Linked DNA regions of Mus musculus: all the other regions are linked to region 3. Evidence: chromatin contacts called from public Hi-C and promoter capture Hi-C data. All regions are on one chromosome and are shown on one strand. The core of a region is the stretch at or near the end of the contact, and the rest is flanking DNA. Distances in the headings are between cores, read along the strand shown. Region 1 holds the start of Ero1a (endoplasmic reticulum oxidoreductase 1 alpha). Region 2 holds the start of Mettl17 (methyltransferase like 17). Region 3 holds the start of Tmem260 (transmembrane protein 260).

The links. Promoter capture Hi-C pulls out the DNA fragments that hold promoters and counts their contacts. A called contact is a pair of places that touch in the nucleus more often than the background predicts.
Region 1: a contact with region 3 is called in a promoter capture Hi-C map of pre-B cells. The contact joins the promoter of Ero1a here to the promoter of Tmem260 in region 3. A contact is called at or near these places in 2 of 39 promoter capture datasets (liver and pre-B cells) and 1 of 484 Hi-C or Micro-C datasets (uterus).
Region 2: a Hi-C map of B cells shows a contact between it and region 3, with 6 read pairs. The contact joins the promoter of Mettl17 here to the promoter of Tmem260 in region 3. A contact is called at or near these places in 1 of 39 promoter capture datasets (pre-B cells) and 1 of 484 Hi-C or Micro-C datasets (B cells).

What each region holds. Positions count from the first base shown.
Region 1 is chr14:45,317,126-45,319,825 of GRCm38.p6, reverse strand. It overlaps Ero1a (endoplasmic reticulum oxidoreductase 1 alpha), which reads left to right and starts at 1,254. Exons shown (of 16, transcript NM_015774.3): 1 at 1,254-1,449. The coding sequence starts at 1,336.
Region 2 is chr14:51,883,549-51,886,248 of GRCm38.p6, reverse strand. Mettl17 (methyltransferase like 17) reads right to left here and starts at 1,407. Exons shown (of 14, transcript NM_001029990.1): 1 at 1,226-1,407; 2 at 945-1,098; 3 at 727-861. The coding sequence starts at 1,303.
Region 3 is chr14:48,445,007-48,447,706 of GRCm38.p6, reverse strand. Tmem260 (transmembrane protein 260) reads right to left here and starts at 1,355. Exons shown (of 16, transcript NM_172600.4): 1 at 1,104-1,355. The coding sequence starts at 1,251.

The DNA.
Region 1 (2,700 bases), core at 5-2,504, 3.1 Mb after region 3:
AGGTCTAGGGAGGCAGAGGTGAATTGATTTCTGCCTGTTCGAGGCCAGCGTGGTCCACAGTGTAAGTTCCAGACCAGTCAGGAATACACAGTGAGACCCTTCATCAAAATAAAAATGCACTACCCCAAGCTAAACGAGACAACGAAGCCAAGAAAACTGACGACATTGTCAGTTTTATGGAGCCGATGCACCTGTGTACTTCCAAGGCCAAGCTCGGCATTGCAAAGTGAATTGAATGGAAACTTGCTTTTAATCTGGAACAGTGTGAAAAGAACACCAGCAAAAACACCTGTAACAGAGACACTATGATCTGGTTCTAGAAAAGGTAAGTATGAGCTGGAATATAGCTATCGTGAAGACAATATTAGCTTATAAGGCCATATTATCTTACTCTGTGTACAGTGCATGCTATAGATAACAGGCTAAGCAAGGCTTCTCACTGCCTGACTCCAGTTCTTAGCAACAGCTTTCCCCATTTCCACTTATGAAACGAGAGATTGAATAGTCTTTACCACATTGCTCTCTAGCTTGTGAAATATGCCTAATTCGCATAAAATACAGCAAAAAAGGAGTCAATTTTTTATGAACAAATCGGGACTACACATTGAGCTAATATCTTCTCTATGCTAGTTTAATAAAAACATGTTTTTATTATTATATTTAAACATTTATTTATAAAATAGAGCCTAACTCTATAGGGCAGGAAGTATGTAGCTCAAGCTGTCTTTGACATTGAGCAATCCTCTTGCCACAGTCTCTGGAGTGTTGGATTATAGGTGTAAGCCGCGGTGCACAGCCCTTTGGAAACCAATTTCACCTGTTCCCTTTGTAGGATGTAGGAAGGGAAAAACTAGAAAGCCACTGAATCGTGTGTACGGCCGTGCTCCCCGAGATGAACTCCAACATCCTTTTAAAAGGCTTAGGCAGCCAGAGCACGGCGGACACGTAACCCAGGCTCGGGATTTCCTAGTGTTGAGAAAGGATGGGCTGGCTGGCGTGAGCTCCGGGGCGGGGCGGGCAGGACGGCGCAGGCCCCGGGCAGTGTGGCTCGGGGGATACCCCGACCCCGGAAGGACCGCGTCTTTGCGCCGGACGAGCTGCAGGCCAGGTGTACCGGAGGCGGGTGCGTGAGCGGGGCGCGCAGGAAGGCGGCCGCCCGAGGCTCGCGTGGACAGAGGCGCGCGCCGCTGCACGTCCGCAGGGGAGGCGGGAGCGCGGAGGGCGCAGGGCGGAGCGCGGGGCGGGGCCGGCGCAGGCTACTTCAGCGGGCGCGCGGCCTGCGCCGGGGAGCCAAGCACGGCGGCGCGGGTAGAGGGCGGTGGGCGGCGAGCGGCGATGGGCCGCGCCTGGGGCTTGCTCGTTGGACTCCTGGGCGTCGTGTGGCTGCTGCGCTTGGGCCACGGCGAGGAGCGGCGGCCGGAGACAGCGGCACAGCGCTGCTTCTGCCAGGTGAGGCGCGCGGGCGGCCCAGGGGCTGCGCATCTCCGGGCGCCGGCGATCCTGATGCGCGGCCCGCACCGCGTTCCCGATCGCCCCGGGACGGGGCACCCTTCGATGGGCGTGGGCGCCTGGCCAGCTTGTCACACTGCTTCCTTGCATCCTGCCTTGGCTGCTCCGTGTCCACAGGACCGGGGGTTCTGAATGGACCCGGCACCTGGGCACCTCGTGCGAGCGGTGCCGGGGACGTCCCCAGCCTTTCTGTTCCCGATATGGACTCTTGGGGAGACTAGTTGTTCTTTAGGTCTTGTCGTTGTCAAGAGGTTGAATGACCTTGAGGGGCTCTTTGGGTGGCCTGATCTAACTGCCTGGTGTCTTTGCGGCTGTTGTTGTCCTGTGACTTCTCGGCCTGTGTATGGTGCACCTTGCCCCTGAAGCTTATTCTCGTATACTGACACTTCCTTTGCGGAATCCGAGGTAGGCCCTAGCTCTTCTGTATTCAAGTTTGATTATGAGCTGTGATTATTTACTTCTGTAGGAGATGTGGGTTCCGTGAGCAAAACATTCAAAGAATTTTATTTTCTTAGTGTAGCCTGTAAATTTTGTATGAGGCCGTTTAGGCTAGGCGCATTGAAATAACTGTGAATTTCATTTTGCTGTCTTAAGGAAATGCTAACAGCTTGGAAATACCCAGAAGTATCATATTCAGTCGATGTGCTAGTCTCTTAGTGCTTTCTTGTAAAGCCTGGAAGAACTCTCGAATATTAGCGGTTCCCCAGACTTTCTTCTGTTTAAAAGTGTATTAGATCATTTTATTACTGAGATACTTAATATGTAAATTGTATTGTTAAACAGACGTTCACGACCACACCTGGCGCTGGCCAGCACCCTTTCCCCCTCGACTTGTTCATTACTGTTCTTTACGATGTTTAAAATACAGGTTTGTTTTGTGGGTATGTATATTGTACCTGTGAATGTACGCATTGTAGGGGGTGCTTTTAGTCCACAGCTTGCAGGAACCTCTCCCCAACCACCACATGGGACACCGGGATCCACCTCGGGTCCTCAGGCAAATGACCAAGCATTGGCTTTCTTATAGCCCTATAAGCAGTGGCTCTTCTTATAGCCACCTTTTTGGTGGACTTCGATTTCTGAAATTACATCTATAAAAAAATGGAGGGATAGACAGCCAGGTCACTCGTGGGTCTTATTATTTGTGATCAGAAATACGTGTATGCTGCATATGATACTGTAAGATAAGCA
Region 2 (2,700 bases), core at 158-2,657, 3.4 Mb before region 3:
CGCTGGAATGCTTGGTCACCAGGGAGTAGCACTACGTGAAAGGATTAGGAGGTGGGCTTTGAGGTTTCAAAAGGCCATGAGAAGCCCAGAGTCTCGCTCTGTTCCTGCAGTTCCCGATGCAGATGCAGAACTCTCAGCTATTTCTTCAGCACCATGCCTGCCTGCATGCTGTCATGCTGACAACCGACTAAACCTCTGAAACTGTAAGCCAGCCCCAGTTAAAAGCTCTCTTTTCTAAGAGTTGCCGTGATTATGGTATCTCTTCAACAATAGAACACTAAGACACTACCCTGAACCAGGTACTGTGGGACGTGCAGGGAATACAAGAATAAAAGGCAAATTTACAATATGAAGTCCATAGTCTTAAAAATAATCTGAAATGTAATAATTTTCTATCCGAGGTGGGGTTTCGTGTTTACTGAACTGCCTGCCATATGGCCTTTACTTACCTGAATCAAAATATAGTCATAATCTCTTTGACTTGCAGCGGTGGAGGGGAAATTTTTTATAAAAAAACCCGAAAGACCAAAACTTCTGACCTTTACCCAATCTCCAAGGGCAACCTCTGGCCCAACCTACCTTCTTAGCAGGGCATCATCTAGTAGGGCTGTTACTACAGCATCAAATGAGAAACAGCAGTATTTATCTGAGAGATTTAAATTATTCTTTGATCCTAATTTCTCGTTGACATTTTAATCTGGTTTGCCTTTTAGTTTTAAGCCCTACCTTGTTTTTCCAGGAATTTTTTCTCAAGATACGCAGCCCGTCTTTGCAACTCCTCCGGCTCTACAGGTAAATGTCGGCTCCAGAGATAGTTGGTGAGTGCTTGCACCTGCTTCTCTACACTGCGCATGGGTCTCTCTGTGGTCACAGATGGAAAGGGTCATCGCTGCGTGCTGGCCTCGTTTGGTTTTATCTGGCTTCCCCTTCCCGCAGTTTCTCACCAAAAAGCATTAACTGTGCGGCGTCAGCCAGTGCTTGCGGCAGCTGGACGTGCGGAAGATGCAGGATGCCGGGATGCTTTCGATGGGGCTTCTTCCCCAGGAAATCCGACCCGTTGTCTACCTGGGACACACCGGGCACAAGGGCGGCGTATGCCTGCAGACAGCGAAAGAAACAGAATGGTTGCAGGTGCTTGCTGCCCGAGGCATCGCCGAGGTCGCTCCTCCTCCGAGAGATGTCTCTGGAAACCCAGTTCTCCGCCAGCAGAGGAAGATGCACTTACTCGGGACTGGGGTCCTCGAAGGCTGCGGCAGGATCTGCAGAACAGCAGCAGAAATCTCGGTGTCCTGGCGGTGGCCATGGCTTCAGGACACACCGGAAACGGAAGTACACATGCCTGTAACCCTCAGCCCAAGCAGCTAAGAGCATCTTCCGTGGAACTTCGACCCGGACGGTATCAACTAATGAGAAGAGGGAGTATTTGCTAACAGCCAATAAGCGACCTTATGTACCTTATGTACGTCTCTGCGAAGAAGGCCGTTCGTGGGAGGGGCTTAGCCTTCAGAAGGGGCGTGGTCTCAATGCTGAGCGTGGCTGCGGGCGAGACCAACCCGGCTTGGGCGTGTTTTGTGATGGGGAGGGATCAGTCTCACGGGTTAGGGGGGGCTAGTGGGGTAGGAGGGAGAGGGGTTGGGGGAGTAGGGAGATGGGGGCGGCGTGGAGGGGGAAGCAGTCTCACTGGGGTGGGGAGATAGAAGGGGACGTGGGGGGGTGGTAGGGAGTGGGACTTGGGAGGACAGAGGCGGGGGCAGGGCTGGGCGGGGGTGGGGGCAGGAGTGGGGCTGAGAGTGGGGTAGGCAGGTGAAAAGGAAAGTGTGGACTTTCTTTGTTTTCATTTGGTGCTGTAGAATTCTGAACCGTGGCTAGTTTCCCTTTGTGAGACGGGACAAGACCATAACAAAAATCAGATTTAGGCAGTCAACGATGAGCGCTAATAACTATTACAGTTTGCAAATTAATAAATATAAAAATTAGCTTACTTTTTTTTCACATTTGTTGTCTGCGAGTTTGCTCCAGGTTTTCTATCAAGAGCTTCCCACGTAGCACACCGAATTCCCGCCATCTTATTTCCACAAACATCTGTTGCTAACTTAATTTTTCACGTGGTTAATTTACCCAAGTTCATGAACTTAATAGGTGATAGCTGAATTAAGTGCTAGGGAGTCGAAAGTCAGAGTTACATTTTTAAACAATGCACCGTACTGGGTATTGTTGGTCCTTGAAATGCAAATGGAGAATTTTAAGCTAAATGTTCGAAGGGTTAATCAGTGTGTGTGTGGGGAAACAACAACAACAACAACAAAACCCCCCAAAACCTGGGGCTGGAGAGATGGCTCAGCGGTTAAGAGCACTGATTGCTCTTCTAGAGGTTCTGAGTTTAAATCCTAGCAATCACATGGTGGCTCACAACCATCTGTAAGGGGATTTGATGCCCTCTTCTGGCCTGTGGATGTATATGCAGCAGAGCACTCATACATCTTTAAAAAAAAAAAAAAAAAAGACTCATGGACCTGTAAATTCTTGGGTCCCGGCAGCAGTACTTTACCCAGCTGTGGTTTCCTCTTTAGCCTCTTGGGGGCAGAAGTTAGCTGACAGGACGAAGAGTACTCTATAGTCTTCAGTCCAATTAGAAAAGTTACAGGACCATATATGGGTATCTGTGTGAGCTGGATTCTTAGATGCTTGGTTTGTCTTATG
Region 3 (2,700 bases), core at 106-2,605:
TTGCCGTGTAATCCTCTCCCCTTTGAACTGGTCTAGATTTACCGACTCTCTCCAATAAAACAGGGCAGTGGCATATCACTTCCAGGATTAGGTCTCAAAAATGACAGAGGTGACAGAATGCTCTCTTGCTTTTGACAGGAATCAGCTATTTTATGAAGAGAGCCACATGGGATATAGGGCTAGACTTAAGTTTGGAAGTAGATACTCCCTAAACAGGGTCCTGAGAAGTTGCAACCCTGGCCCCCACCTTGTCTTGTGTTAGTGAATCCGGCTAAACTGCACCTAGAGATACTGATCCACAGACAGATGATAAATGCTCCCCCCTGCAGCCACCAAATCCGGGTGAACTTGTCAGGTAGTGAAATTATAAACAGCTCATGGGCTCTTCAGGAAACGGTTTGACTGTTCCATTACAGAACCATTCTGAAAACACGGCTGATTATTATGAGAAATTATTGATCACTTTATCTGGCTGTAAAAACCAAACCAAACCAGGGACTTGTTTCTAGACTCAGATATGTGAAAAGTATGCCCTAGCTTAATCTGTGTGAAACCTGTCTTTCATTTTCACAGGAAGAGGGGTGCTTTCAGTTGCATTCCCTTTTATGAGTTCCCCTCTAAATTTTCTGCATGGCTGGTTCCTTAATATTCAGGTTCTAACTAATACACCTCCAAGGTAGCCTTTCCTGACCTTCTGAGGAATCTACTCATTACCACTCCAACCACATTCTCCCTTAGTGCCTCCGTAACTCACCACTACTTAAAATGTAGTTTATTTAATAACCCGTTGTGTCGTCTCTAAACACAGTAGAACGCTCCATGCTATTTGTTAACTACTGTCAATCTTTTTTTGTCTGTGACACTGTAAGGGCACGACAGGTGATACAGGTAACAACGATCCGGGCAAAGTGGACAGTGGTTAAATTTCATCGGCTGAGCAGCTCGAGAACACAGAGACCAAGATCCAGAACCGGAAAGAGAACTGGTTCTGGAATTCAGAACCGTGCACGGAGCTCCAGCGAGGGGACGCGGGGCCGGGACACCGAGGCGGCGGCACCCGGAGGCAGGGGGGCGGGGAGGAGGGCGGCCTGCGAGTACTTTACCCGAGTCTCCCCCAGGCAGCGAGCGGGGCAGCGTGAGGGTGAACACGGCAGCCACGGAGGCGAACACGGCCACGCTGCCGCGGAGGGCCCCGGAGCGCCACGGCCCCGCTCCGGCTGCCGGGCTCCCGCCGTCGCCATGGAGACCCATGGGCCCGGACGCGCGCAGCTCGCGGACCGTGACCCCTCGCAGCGGTGCGGACCTTCCCTGGCCGAGAGGCGCGCACAGCCCGCGCCGGCTTCCGGTCTAGCAGGGCCGAGCGCACCATACCTTCGCCCGCCAGGTCGGGGAGGAGGAGATGGCGGGCGCACTCCGGCACGGCTTAGGAGTCTTCTGGGGGTCACTGCGCGTGGTACTGTGTCTGCGTCAGTGTGCTTTGAAGTAACGAATCACAAGGGAGCATAATTCCCAACGACATCAATCATGGGCCAGGCCTACTCGCACTATGCAGTCTCTCTCCCCCTTTCCGCACTGACTTGGTCCGTTCCAAAAGAGACGGAAGTGGCGTGGATAACGGTGAGCCAGAAAGCGCTGCTCTGCCCCCTGTGGCGTGGGGTGGAACTGCATAAGAGAGCCCCCTAGAAACCCAACAAGGAAGGGTTCCAACCATGTAGTAAGCCACAAATACATTAATTGCTATTATATTTTTCAGTGGACTCATTGATCGCGGCTATGTATTTATAGAGCCTTGCCTCATTAAAATTAATGTAAATCCATATGCTAATTATTAATTCACTAATTTTAAGATATTAAAATGTGCTAATTAGCCTTTTTTTAACATGAGAACTCAGTAGGTGAGTTGAAATACTTGAGTTAACAAAATTAACTCTTCATGATAAGAGTGTCTCCTACTTAAATGAAGAAGAATGATTTTTGTTTTTTTGTTTTTTTTGCTCTAAAAGTGGAAAATGAAATCAAGAGCCCACATAAATAATGCAAATGGAATGTAGAAAGAGATGGGAGCTACTAGACAATACACAGCACACTGCTGAGAATTGAATCTAGGGCCTCATGCAGGCTAGGCTAGTAAACATTTTAAGCTTGCAGTTTGCATTATTTTAGCAATTATTCAGTCTGGGAAGGGAGCGGGCAACCTCCTTAGAATCTGTGTCAGAATACACGGGAAATGGGCAACATTCACAAATGTGCTATTTGCAGTCTGACAGGAACACTGTGTCCAGGCTGTGAAGTTGATAGGCAGTAATTGTGCCCACCTATCTTAGTCTTTTCCTGGTGTTTATAAAATGCTTTATCATCTGAGCTCCTGGGACACAGGGGTTGGGCAGTGTACTTTCCTTATTGCATGAGAAAACACTATGACCAGTGAAACTTATAGAAGAAGCAGTTTATTTGGGAGAGATTTTCATGGCTGGGAGACATGGTAGCAAGTTCTCCATTGACGTCCATTGAGGAAAATGCTTTTCTTGGTAGCAAGAGATCATGAGAAATACACCTTTCAACTAGACAGCTTGTCCAGGATTATCTTGTATGTATGTGTGTTCATATGTGACAATGTGTGTGTGTGGTGGGGAGGGGAGTTGTCCAAGTCTGTACATGTAGAGACCAGAGGTCAATTTTGGATGTCTTCAACTATAGCTG